Regions from separate parts of the Mus musculus genome. Here region 1 is linked to region 2. Evidence: chromatin contacts called from public promoter capture Hi-C data. All regions are on one chromosome and are shown on one strand. The core of a region is the stretch at or near the end of the contact, and the rest is flanking DNA. Distances in the headings are between cores, read along the strand shown.

The links. Promoter capture Hi-C pulls out the DNA fragments that hold promoters and counts their contacts.
Region 1: a promoter capture Hi-C map of liver shows a contact between it and region 2. The contact joins the enhancer-like site here to the promoter of Kif21a in region 2. A contact is called at or near these places in 3 of 39 promoter capture datasets (the 3T3-L1 cell line, 3T3-L1-derived adipocytes and liver), 3 of 484 Hi-C or Micro-C datasets (bone marrow-derived macrophages, liver and nephron progenitors) and 2 of 115 datasets of contacts at active chromatin or transcription factors (both in embryonic stem cells).

Annotation. Positions count from the first base shown.
Region 1 is chr15:91,273,562-91,278,525 of GRCm38.p6, reverse strand. It overlaps Slc2a13 (solute carrier family 2 (facilitated glucose transporter), member 13), which reads left to right. Exons shown (of 10, transcript NM_001033633.3): 8 at 2,038-2,159; 9 at 2,311-2,463. Among named protein-coding and RNA genes, the nearest start is that of CN725425, 77 kb to the right of the region's middle. Within about 2 kb of position 2,390, at least 5 of the 459 cell types and tissues checked have an H3K27ac peak or open chromatin away from gene starts, as enhancers often do. A contact at or near this core is called in liver, where this site is marked.
Region 2 is chr15:91,047,610-91,052,636 of GRCm38.p6, reverse strand. Kif21a (kinesin family member 21A) reads left to right here and starts at 2,686. Exons shown (of 37, transcript NM_001109040.2): 1 at 2,686-2,978. The coding sequence starts at 2,935. Gm52215 reads right to left here. Exons shown (of 2, transcript XM_030248879.1): 1 at 4,689-5,027; 2 at 2,736-3,692. The coding sequence starts at 3,425. The coding sequence ends at 2,760. It overlaps Gm36710 (a long non-coding RNA gene), which reads left to right and starts at 1,584. Exons shown (of 2, transcript XR_384343.1): 1 at 1,584-1,639; 2 at 1,733-1,914.

The sequences.
Region 1 (4,964 bases), core at 1,141-3,640, 230 kb before region 2:
CACCCCAGGCCCACTCATCTCCTGGTCCCTTCATATCCACCCTTACAATTTCCCCTACAGCAAAAATAAAGAATAAAAAAAATAATAAACCAAACAAAAAACATCTTGCCATGTAAGCGGTGGTGTGACACAGTGTGTCGTACAGTATAGCCTTTTGCCCATACAGCATTTAGTTGCAAATGTTCATTGCGATGAGTCCTTGGTCTGGTTTGAAGCCTCTGGTTTCTACTACACTATCAATACTGAATCCTTACCAGGTCTCTCCTCTCAGATATCTTGTTGTTGCCCTCTGTCATGGTGATCCTGAAGCTTTGGATATGTCTGTCTGTCTGTCAGTTGCTCTAGCAGTTCATAGACAGGGTAGATATTGGAATAGGTTAACTCAAAAAGCTGAATCTGGACCCAGGTGGAAGCTAAGTTGGTCAGCCAGCCACTCATTCCTGTGCCCGCATCACCAGGGCCAGCTCTCCTTTTTTTTTTTTTGCTGAGGTGAGAGATGGGGCCAACTCTCCCTCTCTAAGTCCCTGATGGCCACTTCTCACAGATCAATAATGAAAAGGAGCAAGGAGGGCAAAGAAAGATACAAACTGTACAGTTTGAAGAGAAAGAGAACACCAGGAAATGTAGCCAAGTCTTGTGCTCAAGGAGATGAGACATATAATGAAAAGCCTGTTGCCCAGTGGAAGGATAGGAATGATACTCTCCTGACAACAATCTGTGAAAGGAAAACACTAAGGGATTTCCTTGGCCCAAAAAACAACAGGAAGTTTATGGAAATGTAATTCTAGGAAAGAGCCAGGTTCCAGCCCCAACAAACAGCAGAGCTTGTCAGCTCTGGTCACGTGGTTCTGGATTTAGAGTCAAGAATGACACATGAAAAGGGTTGTAGAATATCCCTCTACAGTTAGGGAAAGCTGCTGAGGCCTACAACAAGGCAGGGGTATCCCAGAATGAGGTTGTGATGGTAAAGCCAGGGTTATGTTGGAGACACCAAGACACTGGAGATGCCAGGCCCTTGAGATACCTGCTAAGGAGTATTTCAGACAGGGTGTGGACCAGCCCAAAAGGAGGAAAGCTAAGTAGCAGGCAACAAAGCTGGAAGGAGTTGGATCTCTGAAGAGAGATTTGTCCTTGGACATAGAAATACAGAACTCTGGGGTTTGCCCTTCTGGATTTTGCTGTTGTTTTGGACCCGTGTTCCCTCACTATGCTTTCTTTCCACCCTTTTGGAGTGGTGATGTATATTCTGTGCCATTGTACATTGGAAATTACTTGCTCTTTTGATTTTGATTCTATAGGAAGTATAGTTTAAAGATTGCCATGGGTCTCAGAACAGACTTTGAACTTTTAAACAGTAATGGCACTAAAAGGCTATGAAGAATTTTTGGCATTGGACTGAATGTATTTTGTATTTGGGTGTGAATGAGAATGGCCCCCATACAGTAATATTCTTGAATGCTCAGTACCCAGTTAGTATAACTGTTGGGGAGGACTAGGAGGTGTGGCCTCATTGAATGAGGTGTGGCCTTGTTGGAGGAGGTGTGTCACTGGCAATAGGCTTTGATGTTTTCAAGCCCTTGCCAGGCAGTGTCTGTCTGTATCTGTGTCTCTCTATCTCTGTCTGTCTGTCTGTCTGTCTGTTTCTGTCTCTCACTCTTTCCATCTGTCTCTCTGTCTCTCTGTCTCTCTCTCTCTGTGTCTCTCTGTCTCTGTCTGTCTGTCTGTCTGTCTGTCTCTCTCTCTCTCTCTCTCAGTTGTGGCAGTTGGGTAAGAAACAATGCATGACCCATCCACTCGAATTATACTGAACTCCAATGGTGTGGATTTACATGTATACTCTACAGTTTATTCTCATTTTAATATGACTATTTGCATATGTATGTTCAGGACATAAGATTTGAATTTTCTAAAAACAAATAAAAACATATGTTCACCTTTTTTCCCTTAGGACGTTGAAGAATTTCCAAAGTCATCCACTATAATTACATTAATGTCTACAGCTATGTCCTAAACACTGAACTGATTTCTGTTTTTCAGGTGTGATAATGAAACCAAGTTCAAAGCTGAAGGTGCTCACTGGGCTTACAGTTTCTGCCCTACCCCCTACTCCTGGACAGCACTCGTGGGCCTGGTGTTGTACCTTGTTTTCTTTGCACCTGGTAAGCAAGGCTTTGTCACTTCTTTGCATTGCATTGTCCCCTTGTCACCTCTTTGCATTTGCATTGTCCCCTCTTGGAAGAGTCAGGCTACTGTGTTTCATCCCATAGGTGATTTTTTTTTTTACTGTAGCTTTCATTATTTACTTCTCAGGAATGGGACCAATGCCCTGGACCGTGAACTCTGAAATCTATCCTCTCTGGGCAAGAAGTACAGGAAATGCGTGCTCAGCTGGAATAAACTGGATTTTCAACGTGCTGGTTTCTTTGACCTTTTTACACACAGCAGAGTATCTTACATACTATGGTAAGAGCATGGTTTTTTTCAGTGCCCTTTCACTGTTATTTCTAGTACTCTATCCTTAGATACCCTGGATTTGTGAGAGCAGTTACATGCTTATGTTTTGTCTGTACATAGTAGCTCTGTACATATTTCACCACTACAAGAGTTCTGGACAATGTGTCTGGGAGAGCTCTCTTTTCCTAAGCTTCTTGTCTCCAAGTGCTTATGAGTGCCCCCCAACCCCACAATTCTTCTATCCCTGAGCATCCCCATGCCTGCCAGGATAGAAATCCTTACAGCACAGCTTCCCGTTTAACAAGGAAGCAAACAGAAAATGATAAGGCACCGGAAACAGGGCTGATGAGATGCCCCTTGGGAAGGCTGGAGCCCCACACCTAAGCAGAGTGTAAGCCTGAGAATAGCTCACCCATGTAGGACACTGTGCCATTCACCGAGTCATCTATCCAGCCAGGACATGCATTCTGGCACCATGGGGCCCAGCACTTAACCACTTTCAGACCCAGAAACAAAAGCCTTGAAATAAAACTGTGTAGAGACTGCAGCTTTAGAGAAACACTGGTGGGTAATGGCACAGTACAGAAGTTCTTTGCAAATCGATTTCAAACCTGTGTTTACTAAAGTCTAAAGATCTTGTTCTGTCCCTTCCCAGCCCTCCACCCATCACACACATAGTTGCCTTGTCTACATGATTTTATCAGTTGTGATGATATTAAGTTGGGATAATTTTTTATATGTTTTATTAGGTATTTTCCTCATTTACATTTCCAATGCTATCCCAAAAGCCCCCCATACCCTCCCCCCCCACTCCCCTACCCACCCACTCCCACTTTTTGGCCCTGGCATTCCCCTGTACTGGGGCATATAAAGTTTGCAAGTCCAATGGGCCTCTCTTTCCAGTGATGTCCGACTAGGCCATCTTTTGACACATATGCAGCTAGAGTCAAGAGCTCTGGGGTACTGGTTAGTTCATAATGTTGTTGCACCTATAGGATTTTTTAAAGATGGAATGTAAAGTCACTGTACTCATATCTCCATGTGATGTATGTAAAATATTATCTGTCTAGTCCCTTCTAATGCATCCCCAGCAGGCCTCCTATCGCATGCTCTGGGCATACCCCTACCTTTACCATATATACCAGAGGGCCCAAGAAGCCAGGCTTGTGCTTCATCCAACACTGTGTTCCTGGCTCTTGCCAGGGGACTAGAAGGGCAAGCATCATGTTCACCTGTGTAAGAATGACACCTGTGAAGAATGGTACAAACCTCTTTCCTCTGTCTTCAGGACCTTCTGCTACAGTATTGCTGTAGTTAGTACTCTGACGCCAATGGTTCGTTATCTTCTCTCCTACTTGGAACATCTAGAACAACAGTTCTTAACCTGTGGGTCACGACCATCAGTAAACACGTATTCTCGGTGGTCTTAAGGAATGCCTAACCATAAATGTACTTTTGTTGCTACTTCATGACTTGTAATTTTGTGGCTGTGTTGTTTTAGTTACTAAGATCATCATAAATATGTGTTTTCCAATAGTCATGGTACACAGGTTGAGAACCGCTGATCTAGAAACATTTGTTTTCTTGGGAAGGAAATGGTAAGCTGGTGGTATGTTTAGAGAATCCGGCTCTATACCTTTTAACAGCTAAAACTGTTTCACTGAGCTCACAGACTTGTTTTCATGGCATAATGACAGGCACTCCTTGTCACCGATGATTCTTGACAATGCTTACATACATGAAGCATTCTCGGTATAGGCTGACAGTCCAAGAAACATTTTTTATAGCGACCTGCATAACAAAAACCCATGCATTAAAACTTTCACTAGCAAAATGCTCTTCGTTGATGAGGTGAGGTAGGAAGCATCAGAGGGCACCAGACCGCTCTTCTCAGTAGTTTTGCATGTCGTGCCCTTACGTGTACCACATGGGTTTAAAGAAATGTGAGAGCAAATTTGACCTCTTAAAAAAAAGTGTGGGCAGCGGACTGTGTGGTTTAGATAGGGCCTGAGTTGGCTTTTGTCAGGAGTGCTCAGGGAGGAAGAAGCCATGCTTCCCTCCAGTCAATACCCTGGCCCCTTAGTTCTACTAACAGTGGGGTCATGTGGCCAGTCTGGTTAGACTTTGGGGCTCATGTTTTAATTTGTAGGCTAATGATTTATGAAAGTGTAGTTTTATATGCCTGATTAGTAAATATGCATCCTGATGCTATATTTCCATGAAAATACCCATATCCTCTTTCCTCCATTTTTTTTCAATTGTGTTTTTTTTTGTTTGTTTGTTTGTTTGTTAGTTTTTTGTTTTATAAGATCTCAAGTTTTGAATCCTTCCTAAGCATCAGGACTTAGACTTGCATTGTAAGGTTGTTCAATGGCACTCATTACTAAGAATAATAAGGGTAAAACCAGCACAAAACCTGTGCATAGCATGTGCAGCTAAATGAATCCCATAGAGAGCCGTATACTAAAGTTATCCATTATTGGAGTATTGAAACTGAAATGTAGAGAAAG
Region 2 (5,027 bases), core at 1,437-3,936:
CTGTGTACCAAGCCCTGGGTTTGTTCTCTGGGATGGAACTCCCCAGCCCCAAGTTGACAACACAATTTCTGAGTCACTCTTCCACAGTGTTCCTACTGTTCACGTAAGAGTGAATGAAATACGTGTCCGTGTATGAATTTATAAATAGAAATTGTATAGTTTATATGACTTCACGTGCCTCAAGTGCCATTGTGTTCCCATTTGAGCTGGCATTGCATGATATGAAGACGAAGAGTAAAATTCATGGAAATACTCCAAAAATTTTACTGTGTGGAGAAAGAACTATGTTTCTTTACAAATGAAACATGGTAACTAAAAAGATCTTAGAAGGGGAAGACCTCACATTTTTATCCATTCAATAGCACTTTATTCACATCCCTAACACACTTGTCATTTATAGATTACGGTTTTACATTAGTAGTGCAAATCTGTAAATTGGCCCTCGCTGAGTGGTGCTACTTAGCTGTGCGTGGTCAGGAAAGCCTCTTTGGGGAAACGGCACTTAAGCTGATATTGAGATGTTCAAAAAAACCGAGGCCATGAAAAGACTTGGGAAACAGCATTCCAGGTAAAGGGAATAGCTACTCTAAAGACCCCCAGAAAGCAAACAAATATATGGTATTTCAGAACCAGAAGACCCCATCCCCAAAAAGCAGTAGTTAAGGAGCAGAGTCACTAAAGATGAGTCCGGAGTGTGAAGGGCCTAAGTCTAGAAGAATTTAGGCTCTTTGTGGTAGGTCACCATTGGAAAGTTTCAGGTCACGGAATGAGAGGAATGGCTGTTAGCATGGAGGTAAGAGGGGACTCTGGGAGCCCACCCTGGGCTTTTGTAACCGTAGAATTTACCCTTCTCTGTAGCAATTGTTATAGGCCTATTGGAATTTCTAATGTACTTGCAGACTTTCAAATCCCAGAACTAAATAGCTAATCCTTTGTATTCGTGGCATTGGTTTATTCTCTGTATCACTGGTGTCTAGCACTGTTTGCACCCTGCAGCCATTTCCTAAGCATTCAGTAAATAAATGTTCTCAACAGGATCTAAACCCTTGCATGGTAAAAGCTCCGACTTTGGGATTTTCTTTTTTAATGTAAGGTTATTAATTAGAGGAGTTACAGGGAAATATTACTTATAAAGAAATCTCAAAAAATATTATTCAAAATTAAGCATTGATTTTAGAACATTCAGCATTTAGAATTTGAAGTTATGCATGGCCTTTGCCTGAATATGAACCCAAAGCCCTAGCTATTATTGATGCTATTTGGCCAGACGTTTCAATCTGGTGGCTTGAGACTAGAGATGGTCAGACACAGTTTGAGGTTGTTTTTGCATGGTGTGTAAATATTATGCAGAATTAGTTGTTAATCTTTAAAACTAAGGCGTTTTTCACATAAGGATTTGATTTTTCTTTTTCACTTGAGGAACAACAAACATACAACCAAACCAAAAATGTGGCCACACAGGATCTGGGTGCCAGTAGATCTAGTCCAGGCAGAATGGGGACAGCTACTTCCTTAGGAAGGGGCCCGCCTTCTCGGTTTTATTTTATATATTCTCGACTTTGCTTCCTCCACTTCCTTAAGCTACCTGCCCAGTTCTTGAAGCACATGATTTGTGACAGCTCTTTTTTGAGACACATAGGTACTGTTGCTATCTAAAGTGAAGACTTTGAGAAGGTAATATATGTTGCTTTGTTGCTGTAGGTTGATCTCTTGTTCTTGTCCTTTATCGCAGAAACGAGGTGGTCAGACCAGATCCATCCACGCCTGGACCTGTCAAGTTAGGACAAAATGTGGCTCCATTATGTTGGTGGAGAAATATCGAGGCTAGGGAAGGCTCTCCAGGGAGAGGCCGGAGGACAGCTTTGTTACCAGTTTGTCACACAAAGGGACATTATAAAGTTTTTTTTTACCTTCCACCTATGTTGTCTGTAACGATTTAAAGGTAAGAAACAAAGTACATAGGACTGCCTCTAAGAATAAATACCATAGGCCATCTACCCATGGGTATACAAGGTTCAAACTTCTTTCTGAACCCAATATACACTGTGTTCTAGGACACTCTCTGAGCAGGGCGATCAGGTGTGTGATTTTAGTTTTTATCTGCTTGGGCCAGTGCTTTTATTTAGATAGCGACATTTAATCTATTATACTGTTTTGTATGAACCCACATGTTTATTTACTGAAATGTACGGAACAGTCCACAAAAGATACTCTGTGGCAAAGCTAACAAAGGCTGTTTCCACAGAGCTATCTAAAGGCATGTGGAAGGACAATGATGACGTGCAGAACACACAATGGGACACTGTTGACAGAATCTCGGGATCCCGGAGGAGCTTTTGAAAGGCCAGCAGGGAAAGAAAATCCGTTTGCAAGGATTTACCACGCTGCACGCCTCCATGGAAAGCAGTTGTGGAAATGCTTGGCAGTACCAGGGCCCGGAGCACTTTGCATGTGCATAGGACCGAACAGTAATGCACTGAAGAGGCAGAGGGGTGGAAAATCGTTCCACGTCCCAAGAGATCGGGCAGAGGACAGGGCCAGGTTTGGGAAAGGGGTCAAGGTCCGTGCCACAGAGGGGGCAGGTGGCTGCGGGGACGCGCCTCCGGTGGATGGGAGGGGGAGGGGGGGTCGGCTCGCCTCCGCGCGGTGCCGCGCCCGCCTGGCCGTGCCGCCGGGGCGGGGCGCACCGGACCGGCCACGGCTGACGCAGGGCAGCGCGGAGCCTGGCGAGTGGGGGCAAGGGGCGGCGCCGCCCTGAGTCACCGCCCCCTCCCGCGCCTCCGCGCCGCCACCTTTCCATTCAGTCGCCCAACATGGCTGGAGCACGGCGCTGAGCCCTCGCCACCGTCACCGTCACCGCCGCCGCCGCCGTCACCACCGCCGCCGCCTGCCCGGAGCGCTCGGCACGGAGCTGAGCCCCGGGCGGCCGCAGGCATGTTGGGCGCTGCGGACGAGAGCTCGGTGCGCGTGGCTGTCAGGTGAGCTGCGGGTGGACAGGAAGGAAAGCTGAAGCCAGCAAGCGGACGAGCGGGCGGGCGGACTCTCCTGCTGCCCGCTCCGGGGCCGGTGCGTCGCATCGCTGCTTCTCGGGGGAACAGCAGTGGCTGCCCCGCACCCCCACACCCCGGAGGATCGGGCGCCGCTCGCTGCACGCACGGACGCCTCGCGTTTGGCCTCCGGGTGAGCGTCGCCCGGTGTCCCCGGGAGTCGCCGCTGCCGCCCTGCAGGTGGGCCCGAGGTGTCTGTCCCCACCCCCCACTCCCTCCTCTCCAGCCCAGCCCCTGCCGCGCCGGCTGGGTTCGGAGCCGCAGACAAAGCGTCGCGGTGACAAGCGCGCCGCCCGCGCCCACTCGGGTCCCCGCGATGGCGTGCGTCGCGACACCTGGCCTCGCAGGTGTGCTGGTAGGGAGTGTGTTGCGGGACATAGGCACCCGCGGGAGGTCTGGAGAAGGCAGGCAACGTCAGCCAGCCGGAGGGTTAGATGGGCGACTGGGAGAAACAACCTGAGGTTAGTTAAGCACCTTGGATGTTGACAGTGACATCACATACGCCTGGGGTTGAGTTTTGAAATGCTGGCTGTGTCACCTTGTTGTGGTTAGTGACGGTGACATGGACATTCGGTGTAGTTTGGCTGTTTTGATGCATCGCAAGAACTCCGACAGTTGCTCTTGGAAAACTGCAGCATCATCACACTGAAAAATTAATGAAGCATTCCTCTTAGACCAAGTGCATGGCTTCCATTGCTCTGATAGTATACTGTTAACTCAGTTACAATATAAAGATTATAAAGAGAGCCTGTCTTCAGAGAAAGCCAGAATTCGTAAACATCTGTCAGCGCCTTAGTCGAAAAATTGAAAGTTACATAATGTAAGCGTTCCTATGGTTATTTTAGTGACAAATCTTGATTAAGCCCAGAAGTGGCAGTTTTGCATGTCCTGGGTCTTTAATTGTCTTAAAGCTGGGCAGTGGTGGCACATGCCCTAATCCCAGCACTTGGGAGGCAGTGGCAGGCGGATTTCTGAGTTCAAGACCAGTCTGGTCTACAGAGTGAGTTCCAGGACAGCCAGGGCTACACAGAGAAACCCTGTCTCGAAAAACAAAACAAAACAAAACAAAACAAAACAAAAAAAGAATAAAAAGAAATGGGAAGGTATTTTGATTCCTTTATTCTGCAGATAATGGAATTACCATAGAATGGAGGTGACGGTTTTATTAGGTCTGGCCCTTAATGGCCTTCCTGTCTTTGCCTTCCACGTCCCTGGTCCTGATGCACACATGATTCATATTTTAAGGCCAAACGAAAGCTAGTAGGATGAATAGGAAGAACAGTCTCATCTAGTAATGGAAGATATAGTCCAGGAATAACAGAAAAGGGGAATAAAAAATTTCAAATGTTTTACAACGGAAGTGTGTAAAGAGTCGTAAAACCGTCACATGTTTTAGATCAGGTAAAAAGCTTATTCCTCATAATCTGTGACTTTAAAGCTGTTTTTTTTTTTTTTTTTTTTTTTTTTTTTTTTTTTTTTATGTCTTTCTTACTGACGGGGACAGGAAGATTATTAAGTCAACCTTCCAAAATTAAACTGATAGCATAGACGGAAAGAGAGTTACAACCCAGAAAGCTTACATGTGCAGCCCTGGTTCTTACCCCCGTGCCTGTGCAGGTGAGAGACAGGGCTATGCCTTACCTCGTTTTACTCAGTGTAAAAGGTCGTCAGCATCTTCCCGATCCTAGACTAGGTCAATTACAAGTGAATAGCCTTGGCAGACTATTTCTATCTGGACATCTTAGAGGAGAGCGAGTTCACCACGAGAGGGAGTGAACTGAACACTCCCCGGGTCCTCCAATCCAGTCTGCTTTCCAGTTGTGGAGAAGTAAATGCATACAAATGTTGGGTCTAGACAGAGAATTAACAGAGGATTTGGCCCTCTTTCTCCTTTACGACAACGAGACGATGAGCAGTGGAGAATTGGGCTGTTCTTTCATAAAAGCAAGTGCGTTCTCCAGGTGCGTGTGTTCTAGTGGG